Regions from separate parts of the Oryctolagus cuniculus genome. Here region 1 is linked to region 2. Evidence: chromatin contacts called from public Micro-C data. All regions are on one chromosome and are shown on one strand. Each heading gives the region's core, a stretch centred on a gene start, on an enhancer-like site or on the middle of the called end of the contact. The rest is flanking DNA. Distances are from core to core; before and after follow the strand shown.

Region 1 (5,157 bases), core at 310-2,809, 280 kb before region 2:
CATGGATGCATGAGCGCAAGGTGTGGCCCTCTGGTCATCTTCATTTTCTAAGCAGCCCTTCTAGCCCTCTCCCCCGGGAAAGTGCATTCCACATTCCGGCCACCTCCCTCATGATAACTAGTTAAAGGGCTTTGCATGGCTTTCTTTTCCTGGACCCTCTCCATTCTTCCCTTCCTGCCTCCCCCCTCCTTCTGTCTTTCTCCTTTGCATTCAAACAACAACAAAACAGAAAAGAGAACAAAGGGGGGATTTCGGGGAAGCCAGGGGTTGGAATGCTGAGTTCAGCAGTCCTGAGCTGGAGTCCCAGGCCTGGGATGGTCATGGGGTCCTCATCTGTAGGCTGGACATACTGACACTGACCTGGAGGGTTGGTCTGGATTATAAGATGGTAAAGCAAGACTGGTGTAGCTCATGGCAGGAACCCCCTAAGTAGCAGTCATGATGGCGATGACAGCTCCAACCTGGCTCCAGGGCAAACTCCGGCTATCTCCTCCCCCTGTCCTATCCCCTCTAGAACACTTCCGGGTTCCTGTGCACCCACATTTCCTGCGCCCAGTCCAGGGAGGTAGGAAACAGAGCTAAAATAAGGAAAGAAGTCTAACAAAGCGATTTTCAGGAAGAAAGAGCTTAGGTTCCGATGTTCTGTGTGTGTGAGACAAAACACTTGTTAAGTTTGGGTTTCCCCAAGCCCCAGGCATGTAGGAATGGGAATTCCAAATAAAGCATGCTGTATTCTACACTAGAGGGAAGTCATCCCGTTCCAGTCTGAAGCTGTGACCACTGGCACCAGCCTCCAGGGACTGCATGTTCATAGGGGGAGAGTTGGGTGAGGGTAACAGGTGGAATAATAGGGAAGAAAATAAGGCAGTCTCATTTAAACAGTTCTACTGTTGTTCTTACTTGCGCTTTCTAACTCTTGTTTGCACAGAGAAAAGAGCTCCCTTGTGCTGATTAACTGCTGAATGACCCACAGGGGCTGGAACCAGGAGCTGGGAACCCCAGCCAGGTCTTCCACGTGGGTGGCAGGGACCATCACTCGCTGCCTACCAGGGCCTGCACTGGCAGGAAGCTGGAGTCAGGAGCCAGAGCCAGAGCCAGGAGCGGAGCCCAGGGTCGCCAACGTGGGACACGGTTGTCTTCACCACTCGGCTAAACGGCCCCTATCTCTCAGAAGGAAAAGAAGGAAAGGGGGCAAGAAAGCTGAAGACAGGAGAGAAAGGAGGTGAGAGACAGAAAGGGAGACAGACACAGGCAGGAAAAAACAGTGAGACCCCACCCTGATGGTGGAGGCAAGGCTGTGCGGGAGGCCGACGGGCCCTGCTGGGAGTGCACGGCACGAGGATCCCCAGCCTGCGTGCACTCACCGTAGAGTGACCCAGAGGTGGGCGTAAGGGCGCGCGGGAAGTCCCAGTGCTGGGCGCCTGACCCCACCCCACGCCTTCGCGCCGCTCTCCGACCCTCCCGCTAGGGGGCGACTGGGACTTCGGCGAGCTCGGGCTTCCCGGGGCCGCTACGGCCCGCCCCGTGCACGCCCCCAAGCGACTTCCTGGTAGGCGCGGGTACCGCCTTCCCCGGCTAGGTTTCGTTTCCCCGGGAGCCTCTGGGCAGTCGCTCGCCGCTCTGGGTCCCGTGCCATCCCCAGGACCGCCATGGCGGAGCTGCTGCCCTTAACCGAAGAGCTGTCGTGCTCCATCTGCCTGGAGCCCTTCAAGGAGCCGGTCACCACCCCGTGCGGCCACAACTTCTGCCGCTCGTGCCTGGACGAGACATGGGCCGTCCAGGGCCCGCCGTTCCGCTGTCCTCAGTGCCGCACCAGCTACCAGGTGCGCCCGCAGCTGCACAAGAACACGGTGCTGTGCTCCGTGGTCGAGCGGCTCGCGATAGTGGAGCAGGCCCGGGCGCCCGGCGACGGCTGGACGCCGCCCGTGCGCGCCGCGGCCCCCAGCACGGTCGCCCAGGTGGCCTGCGACCACTGCCTGAAGGAGCCCGCCGTGAAGACGTGCTTCGTGTGCACGGCCTCCTTCTGCCAGGAGCACCTGCGGCCGCACCTCGACAGCCCCGCCTTCCGGGACCACCCGCTGCAGCCGCCCGTGCGCGATCTGCAGCGCCGCAAGTGTCCCCAGCACAACCGCCTGCGGGACTTTTTCTGCCCGGAGCACGGCGAGTGCATCTGTCACGTCTGCGTGATAGAACACAAGACCTGCTCGCCCATGTCCCTGAGTCAGGCCAGCGCTGACCTGGAGGTAGGCTGTGGGGGGGCTGGGCGTGGGTAGCGTGGGCCCGCTGGGCGCTGCAGAGAGGCCGCCCTGCCCCAGATCCCCTGGGGAGGGAGGCCTCGCTGGGCCTGAGTTGGAGTAGGGGCATCCCCAGCGACAGAGCAGGAAAGAGCTGCGAGGTTGTGCAGCCCTCCCCGCTCATGGCCCATGCCCCAGCCATAAACCCATTTAACAGAGGGAGTACTTGGGGGGAGAGCTGGCTTGCTTGAAACCTGCTTAGGTCTTTGGGAGAGGGTTTTGAGCTGTCATATAGGAACCCTGGAGCTCACCTCTCTGCCCTCATGGATTTCTGGCGGCACCTGGGAGGTGATTATTCTCAGTTCCGTTTCCTAGTTGAGTGAACCGAGGTCCGTGGATGTTAATTTAGCTGGGGCGTAGGCATTGTGGCCCAGCAGGTGTAGGTCTGACACAGTTTGCAGTTTCTCCCCATGGACCAGTTTCCTATCCAAGTCTGTGGAGTCCAGAGCGGGGGACATCCTCAAGTAGCCCAAGCCTCCATCTAGTGACCTGGGAGGGTGGGCAGAGTCCCTGGAGATGACCCACGCTGTGCTGGTGTGACTGAGGCGGGCTTTGGCCCTGCTCCTGGGTCCCCCTGGGTGGTAGGAGGAGGGACTAGGTGAGTCACTCAGGGCCTCCTAGACCTGTGCTGGTTTTGGTTTCGGTAGTTTGGGGAAACCATACCTGCCCCCTGTGGACTCACAGCAGAGCGGGGGGGGGGGGGGGGGGGGGGAGGGTAAGGTATCACCCGCCCACTTTGCTTATGCAGTCCCAGCTCCCCGGCGGGGTCTGACTGCATTTTGTATCCAGGAGGACAAAGAACAAGGCCTGGCCTCACACTGCCAAAGGAGACCTGAGCCTGGAGGGTGGGATGGCAAGGCTGCCGGGCCCAGGGTAAAGGCCTGGCTCCCATCTGGCCACAGCCCTTCTTTGCTTCCCTGGGTCTGAGCTGGGCTCCTCTGGTCTTTTCCCCTGAGTTTAGAAGCTGGCTTTGAGGCATGTGATCTGGCTGGGTGTGGCCTGTGGCCCTCACGTTATCTCAGCCTCTGTTCCGAGCCAGGAGGAGGGCCGGTGTCACAGAGGTTGAGTCTGACACGTCATCGGTCCTAGATTTAAGATGAGGGTGGGTCCCAAATATCTCAGGTAGAGTGGGAGAGGGAGGCAGCAAGGAGGGAGGGAGGGCCAGGGAATGTTGATACAGCTTGCGAAGGGAAGGAAATGTGTTTTTCCTAGAAATTTCTGGCATGCTCAGATTGGGTTGTGTGTGTTCATTTTAATCCCAGGGTTTGAGCTGTGCCAGTTAATAGCAGTGTGGCCTCTGGCAAGTCGCTTAATTGCCCCGTGGCTCAGTGCCTGCCTCTGTGGAGGCTGGGTTGTTCCAACCGCATGGCGTTGTTCTGAGCTGTAAATACATGAACGTGTGGAAAGCGGTGCGGAAGTCGCAGCAGGTGGGAAACGCCGTGACTTCCCTCCCCACGTCTGTGCCGCAGACGTCTGAGCAGAGGTGTGACAGTCTGGGAGACTGGTGATGCATAACGTGCCTTTGTTTCCGGAGGCAGCTGGGGCCAGGCAGTTCTGAATGAGCTTAACTGAGTTTCGGGGGCTGCACTGTTGACGCCTGGACTTCAGCCTCTGTGGGCTGTGTCGGCCTTATTCCTAACATTGGTGGTCCCAGCCCGCAGGGGGGCCAGGTGAGCCTTGGAATGTTGTCCTCTGTCGCCCTGAAGCTGACAAAGGCTCGCCCAGCTCTGCTCCAGGATTGTGGTTCCACAATCTCTTCTCCTTTAGCAGTGCCCCCCCCCCCCCCACCTCCCTCTTCGGTTTTCTGTCTGCTTTTCTGGTTGTTGGCTGTGGGAGGATTGAGCTAAACTACCTCTGCCATCACCCTGACAGCAGCTGGTCCCGGGTGGCTCTGTCTCCATGCCGGCGTGGCCACCTTTTTATTCTCCTCTCCTTGATGTTGTCAGCTGTAAAATGGGTAGGCCTGAAGATGCTAGCAGTAATGAGTGGAATAAAAGTTTGTACAAGAAAGAGTTTAGACGTGAGACAGAGTAGTGGTGAGTAAGGTAGTAGCAAGGTAGGGCATTTGTCAGAGCGGATGGGCCCCTCTCCAGATGGAATCCGAGAATGTCCAGTTTACATGAAGACTGGGGTTTGTAAGGGAGTGGGGTCCAGTTCTTCCCATCTGTCTCCTTCCGCTCGTCCATCTTCTCCTGGAAAGAGTTTTCTGGGTGAAATAGGTACAGTTCCTCCCAGGGTTTTATTCCCCAGTGTCATCAGGCAGGGCGGCCCACTTGGCGCTGGCAGGAGGGCAGGCGGGGATCACGTGCAGAGTTCTCAGGGCTATGGACAGGACTTTGCAGTGTGGAGACCCACGCTGCTGGAGGCTGCCCCCTTCCCTCCTCTGGTGCTTTGTTGACTTTAGGCTCCACACACACACACACACACACACACACACGGGCTGATCTCTAACTTCCTACCTGGCGAAGTCCCAGGTATGGGCAGGTGTGTTGTTCCAGGTAATCCTCCTTGATAGCCCTATGGGGTGGGAGCAGTTGTTTCTCTTTTATGGCCAATGAAACTGAGGTGGTGGGAGCTGTACAGCTGCAAACTGGGACTTGAGCTGGGTCCGTCTGACCCCACATCTGGTTCTCTGAACTTCCTTACTGTGCAGCCCCCCTAAAGGATGATGGACTGCTTCAGAAAGCTCTACACAGGCGAGACACGGGGTGGCCGAGCCCCTGTGGGATGGACTCAGGGGATGGCCCCTGGTGTTGGGGGTGAGGCTGACGAGGAGCTGTCTCACCCTTGTTTGTTTTCTCTGCAGAACAAGCTGAGGTACAAACTCACCATCATGTACAGTCAGATCAATGGGGCGTCGAAA
Region 2 (5,193 bases), core at 2,217-4,716:
CTCTCCGGGGCAAATAATGCCGTTATTCCTCGGCTCGCAGTTAATGAATACCCTGACGTCTGTCCCACGGCCGGCGGAGGCAGCGCCGGGGAGGGGGCTCCGGCTCCCGGGCCCGGCTATTGAAACCAGGAGCCACCGAGGCTGCGGCGGGCGGGGCGGCGGGCGCGCGGCTGCGCGGGGGACCCGGCGCAGGTCTGAAAGAATTAGCATAGATTCGCTGGGACGCGGGCCTGGCCGGGCGGGGGCGGGCCGCCGGGCGGGCGGCGCGAGGAGGTGGCAGGGTGGCGGCGCGCGACTCCGCGGTCCAAGATAAATAAAGCGAGCGCGGAGCGGTGTCAGGAAGCGGGCCCACGTGGAGTGGCGCGCGGGGCAGCCCCCGGGGACCGCGGGCGAGGGACGCCCGCGGGAACCCCGGCGCGGGTCCCCCAGAAGCTGGCGGGCTCGAGGGTGGGGCGGGGGTGACGTTTCGCACGTTCCCTCGAGGGGGGCAACGCGCCCTCGACCCGGTTCTAATCCTAGAGCTCTGAGATCCACATTCTGAGCTCTCCCGCCCCGCCCCCCAGTGCAGTGGGCGTCCGGAGCTGGGGAGGGGGGGCGGGGAGGCGTACCCCTTCCTACTAGCAGATCCCACAAGTGGCGAGTCTTACCCAAATCTGAAAACCCTGGACCTCAGGTTCCTGCTTAGGTCCCAGGGGGAGGAGGACGTTGAGTGTCAAATCTCCCCGGTTATTCCTCCCCGCCCCCATAACTCCGGCCCGAGGGCCCCGGAATTCCGGGGGGCTCAGACCTGCAGAATCCCGGAGGCTGTGGATGTTGTGGATTTCAGAAATCCTCTGAGCTCCAACCACTGTAGCTTCCGGGTGTGCAAAGAGTTAACATGGGCTGGATATTGAGGTGTGTGTATGGGGGGGGGCGGCGGGAGGGGTGGCGGGATCTGGGTGGGCGCGCTCTGATCTCCCTCCTCCCCCCCATTCCTCGGGGGTCAAGTTTCAGCGGCACTCCGCCCCCAGGGTAGGTGTGAAAGACACGTGTCCCCATTGTGAAGGGCCTGTCAGGCAGGACAAAGCGGCCGCCCACCCTCCCCCCGCCCCGCGGCCCAGCCTGGGGTCAGCTCCAGGGGGCCGGCTGGGTGTCGAGGTCGCTACGGCCCTGAGCTTTGGTGACATAGGGGAAAAAAGCTGGGAGACAGGGCGGAGGCCACGTGATATTTAAGAGGGGTTTGAGAATAAGGCGCCCCCCCCCATTGAAACACTCAGCCGTCACCTCCGTCGTAACCAGGGGAGGGGATGCACCCCTTCTCCCAACCGGCGCGGTGGGCACCGCGGCAGCTCCCTCCCGCCCCCGCCCGCCCGCACCCCCATCAATCACCAACACAGAGAATCGCAGTGCGGAGCGCAGTCGGTTTTAGTGGTTTTCTTTAATCCTGCTCTGCACTTCTTTCTCATTTACTACACGGGATATTATAAAGAATAAATAGCAGATACTCTTAATTTACAATGATTAGTCATTCCATTTGTTCTCTATATTTACAATAACTGTAAAATAACATTGAACTCTATAGCTTCTCCGAGGTCCAAGGAAAACCAACACACTTTCCGAAGAATGGAAAATAGCTTTTAAAAAGTCCTTCTACAAAAGTTCTCCCCTCTCTTTGTACTTTAAGAAAAAAAAATAACTTTTCCCCCCTGCTTCGCCATGCGAAGGGCACTGGAATATAAATAGCAGGTTAACATTGTCAGCAACAACCAGAATAAGTCTCTTTTCTCTGTTCTTTTTTTTTCCTTTTGCTTAACTTTTTTTTAAAAATACAGTAGAAGCCGGTAACTTTTAACGTATAATACTGACCTTTTAATAAGTAAATTAAAACTGGGACCGTATATACACACATATACATTCCTACACAGTTAAACAGTGCATTACATGAACCAGAAAGCTAGGTCTCTGTAGCCAAAAAAAAAAAAAAAAAAAAAAAAAAAGTTCATTGAAAAACCCCTCACTAGAGGGTGGTGGAACTGGTTGGGGGCGGCGTAGGGGGGCGTCGGCGGGGCTCTCGACCAAGTGTCCCGGTGCGGGGCAGGGGGCCCCCGAGTTCTAGCACGAGCACTTGCACTCGGAGATGATGGGGTACTGGATGGGGATCCAGCCGCAGCGCTGGCCCGCGCGCCGCTGACAGCGCCACCGCAGCACGGTGAGGTGCACCGACTTGGAAGGTTTGCACACCATGCCCTCCGGCACGGAGCACGAGCGCTTGCTGAAGCAGCTGCCCACCTTCACGTAGCGCGGCCAGAAGCGGCTGCCCAGGTCGTTCCAGGCGTACAGCACAGGGCAGAAGGTCTGCGACCACAGCCACATCTGTAACTTCCTCCGCAGCTTCTTGCTGAGCCGCTGCTTCTTGCCCTGGGCCAAGCCCTCGGAGAACTCCAGCCCTTTGATCTCGCTCGGCATGGCCCCCGACGGCCGCTGCCGCAGCAGCTGGTCCAGCTCGGCCAGGTCCTCGGCGCCCCCCGTCGTCCCGCCGCCCGCGCCGGGCCGGTCCTCGGGGGGCGAGGTGGCCATGAAGCCCGGGTCGTAGTGGCCCCCGAGCAGCGAGCGTAGCAGCGTCTCGTTCAGATCCTTCTCCTTGGGGTCAAAGATAGGGTCCGGGTGCTCGATGAGGTCCACCAGGGGCAGGTTGTCGCTGGGAGCCGGGCGGATGTGGAGGTAGTGCTGGCCGCCGGCCGGTGCCGCCCGCAGCCCCAGGACCACCACCAGGGCGTAGAGGGTGACCCCCAGGCTGGGGCAGCGCTCCATGCCTCCGGCGCGCGCCCGGGGCCGCTGCTTCGTCCCGCGTCCCCGGAGGAGAGCACGCCGAGCCCGCGGCGCCGCCGCCGCGCTCCCCCGTCTCTCCGGAGGCGGCTCACCCGAGGCTGGGCAGGCGCAGGGCGGGCAGCATGAGCCGCGGGGAGAGAGAGCTCTTCGCGCAGCGCCGGCTCCCGCCGGGGCGGAGAACAGGCACGCAAGTTGGCCGCAACTCCTCTCCGCGCTCTACTCGGGACGCCGGCCGCGGCGGGGCATCCGAAAGGACTCCAGGGCGGCCGCGGGGCTCGGGGGGCGCCGGCTCCTGGCTGCCTGGCCGGGCCGGCGGCGGCGCAGGGCGCGTGGACGAGCCGCTCTCCCCTCCTCCTCCTCCTCCTCCTCCTCCTGCCGCTGCTCCTGCTGCTCCTGCTCCTGCTCCTGCTGCTCCTGCTGCTCCTCTCGCTCCTCTCGCTGCTCCTCGCCGGGCCGCTGTGCGCAGCGCCGCGGGCCGAGCGGCTCCTGGGGCACTTCCCTCCGCCTGCTCGTGGCTCCGCGGCCGGCTCTGCCCGGCGGACTCCAGCGGCGGCGGCGGCGGCGGCGTCCGCGCACGTTGGCACCGGTTTGTCTGTCTCGCAGGGTCCAAGCCTTTAAATTTCCTGCACTTTCAGCTCCATCACCATGGAAACCACTGACTCTCTCGGCGTTGCCCCCTCCCCCTCCTTCCCCCCAAACAACAACCCCACCCCCCACCCCTCCACCCCCGAGGAGCCGGAGCGGCACAGGCTCGGGGGGTAGCCGCCTGCACTCGCCGCGGAGGCGGCGGCGGCGGCTTCGGCAGCGCCCAGGGCTGTGCCCCGCCGGACCCAGATGCCCCGGGAAGCCGACAGCCCGGCTGCCCGCCGGAGCTCCCAGGCGGCGGCGGCGGCGGCGGCGGCGGCAGCGGCGGCGGCGGTGGCGGCGGCGGCGGCGGCGGCGGCGGCGGCGGTGGCGCTTGGCAGGTCTCCGCGCAATTTTCTCTCTCCCCCACCACCCACCCCCCTTCTCCTCCTCCTGCAAAATGCACCGCCCCCCTCCTTTCTTCTGGAGCAATGCAACTGGGGCTCTAGGCGCCCCGCCAGGGCCAGTCCCGGGGAAAGCTCGCTGAGGCGCTGGAGCCGGCTTGGAGGGTGCAGGGCCGGTTCTTGGGGGTGCTCGCGGTGGAGCTGGGGCAGGGGGCTTGCTCCTTACTAGCTGGGTGCTTTGCACTGGGAAGGGAGCAGCGGAGAGGTGCCGGCAGCTCGATTCTCCGTGCAGTTCGGAGCAAGAAATTTCTCCATGTGCACGGAGCGTTTTCCCCGGGCGCGTCTCGCCTGCTTCTCTCCAGGGCTCGGGCTGGGTCCCCTCCCCCAATACACGCGCGCACAGGGTCCCCCTCCCCGCCCCCTCCCTCCACACTGCGCCCGAGAGTCCGAGAGCCGCAGCGTTGCGCAGCGTGATGTAATTCCCAGGAAGCACTCCTGCCCGTCTGACCCCCGGGCCCACGATGGGGGTTCGCTCCTCACCCTCCTCTTCCTCCTCCTCCTTGGCCGGGTCCTGCACCCTGAGTGGCCCAGCCGCAGGGGCGCGTCCGGCTCGCCGGCGGCTCCCCTCGCCCGCCCGGCTCCGCGCTGCCGCCGCTCGGCTCCCTGGGGGCGGCGCGCCCTCTGCTGGCCCGCTGCAAGCCCTGCAACTGGCGCTGGTGGGCTCCGGGCTGCAGCCCACTCTGCCTGGCTCAGTTTCCCCTGCTGTGCCCGGGTCATTTTGTGCGCGTCTGCGTGTGCTGAAGGGCCCGGCTCTGCTTCTGGCTGTTTTCTCGAAGCTCTCCGGGACCTCAGTGGAAGCAAAAGACCCAGCGGCTCCCTCCCAATCCCTTCAACTTTCCCAAGAACAAGTGCCGCACCTTCTGCCTCCCGCGACCTCCTCCTTGGTGGACTCTGTGCCTTCGTTTCCGCTGTCGTGCCCTAGCTCTCTTCCTCTTCCAGCCTTACCTTCCTGCGATTCTTAAATAAACCTGCGCGCGATGCCCTCTCTTTCAGGAGCTGTTTCTCTCGAGCGATCACTGGGCACTGGCCCGACCCCTCCAGTTAACTTTCCCGGGATGAGGAATTGAATCTAAGCTTCTCTCCCGAACCCAGTTTGCTTTGTGGCGACTGGAGCGTGGAAAAAGCTGGAGAAAAGGAGCTTGGAGTGGATGATCCGCGCGTTCACCAGAAGTCCCTGGAGCGGGAAGCAGGGGGTCCCACAGTGGCAGCCAGTGTCACTCCACCTCCTCTCCCCCAAAGAGCTGACTCTTCCTTTCAACCTGCCCCTCCCCTCCATCCTCATACCCCCAAAAGGAGCTTATCACCTGCCAAGGGAGGAAAGCACTTAGTTGGCCAGTATAGCAATTGGGCGGTGCGG

The links. A called contact is a pair of places that touch in the nucleus more often than the background predicts.
Region 1: a Micro-C map of ear pinna shows a contact between it and region 2, with 3 times the contacts expected there. The contact joins the promoter of TRIM25 here to the promoter of NOG in region 2. A contact is called at or near these places in 2 of 6 Hi-C or Micro-C datasets (ear pinna and an unstated tissue).

What each region holds. Positions count from the first base shown.
Region 1 is chr17:32,519,350-32,524,506 of mOryCun1.1, reverse strand. It overlaps TRIM25 (tripartite motif containing 25), which reads left to right and starts at 1,559. Exons shown (of 9, transcript XM_070060915.1): 1 at 1,559-2,243; 2 at 5,101-5,157. The coding sequence starts at 1,650.
Region 2 is chr17:32,238,314-32,243,506 of mOryCun1.1, reverse strand. NOG (noggin) reads right to left here and starts at 3,466. Exons shown (of 1, transcript XM_002719279.5): 1 at 1,399-3,466. The coding sequence starts at 2,790. The coding sequence ends at 2,092.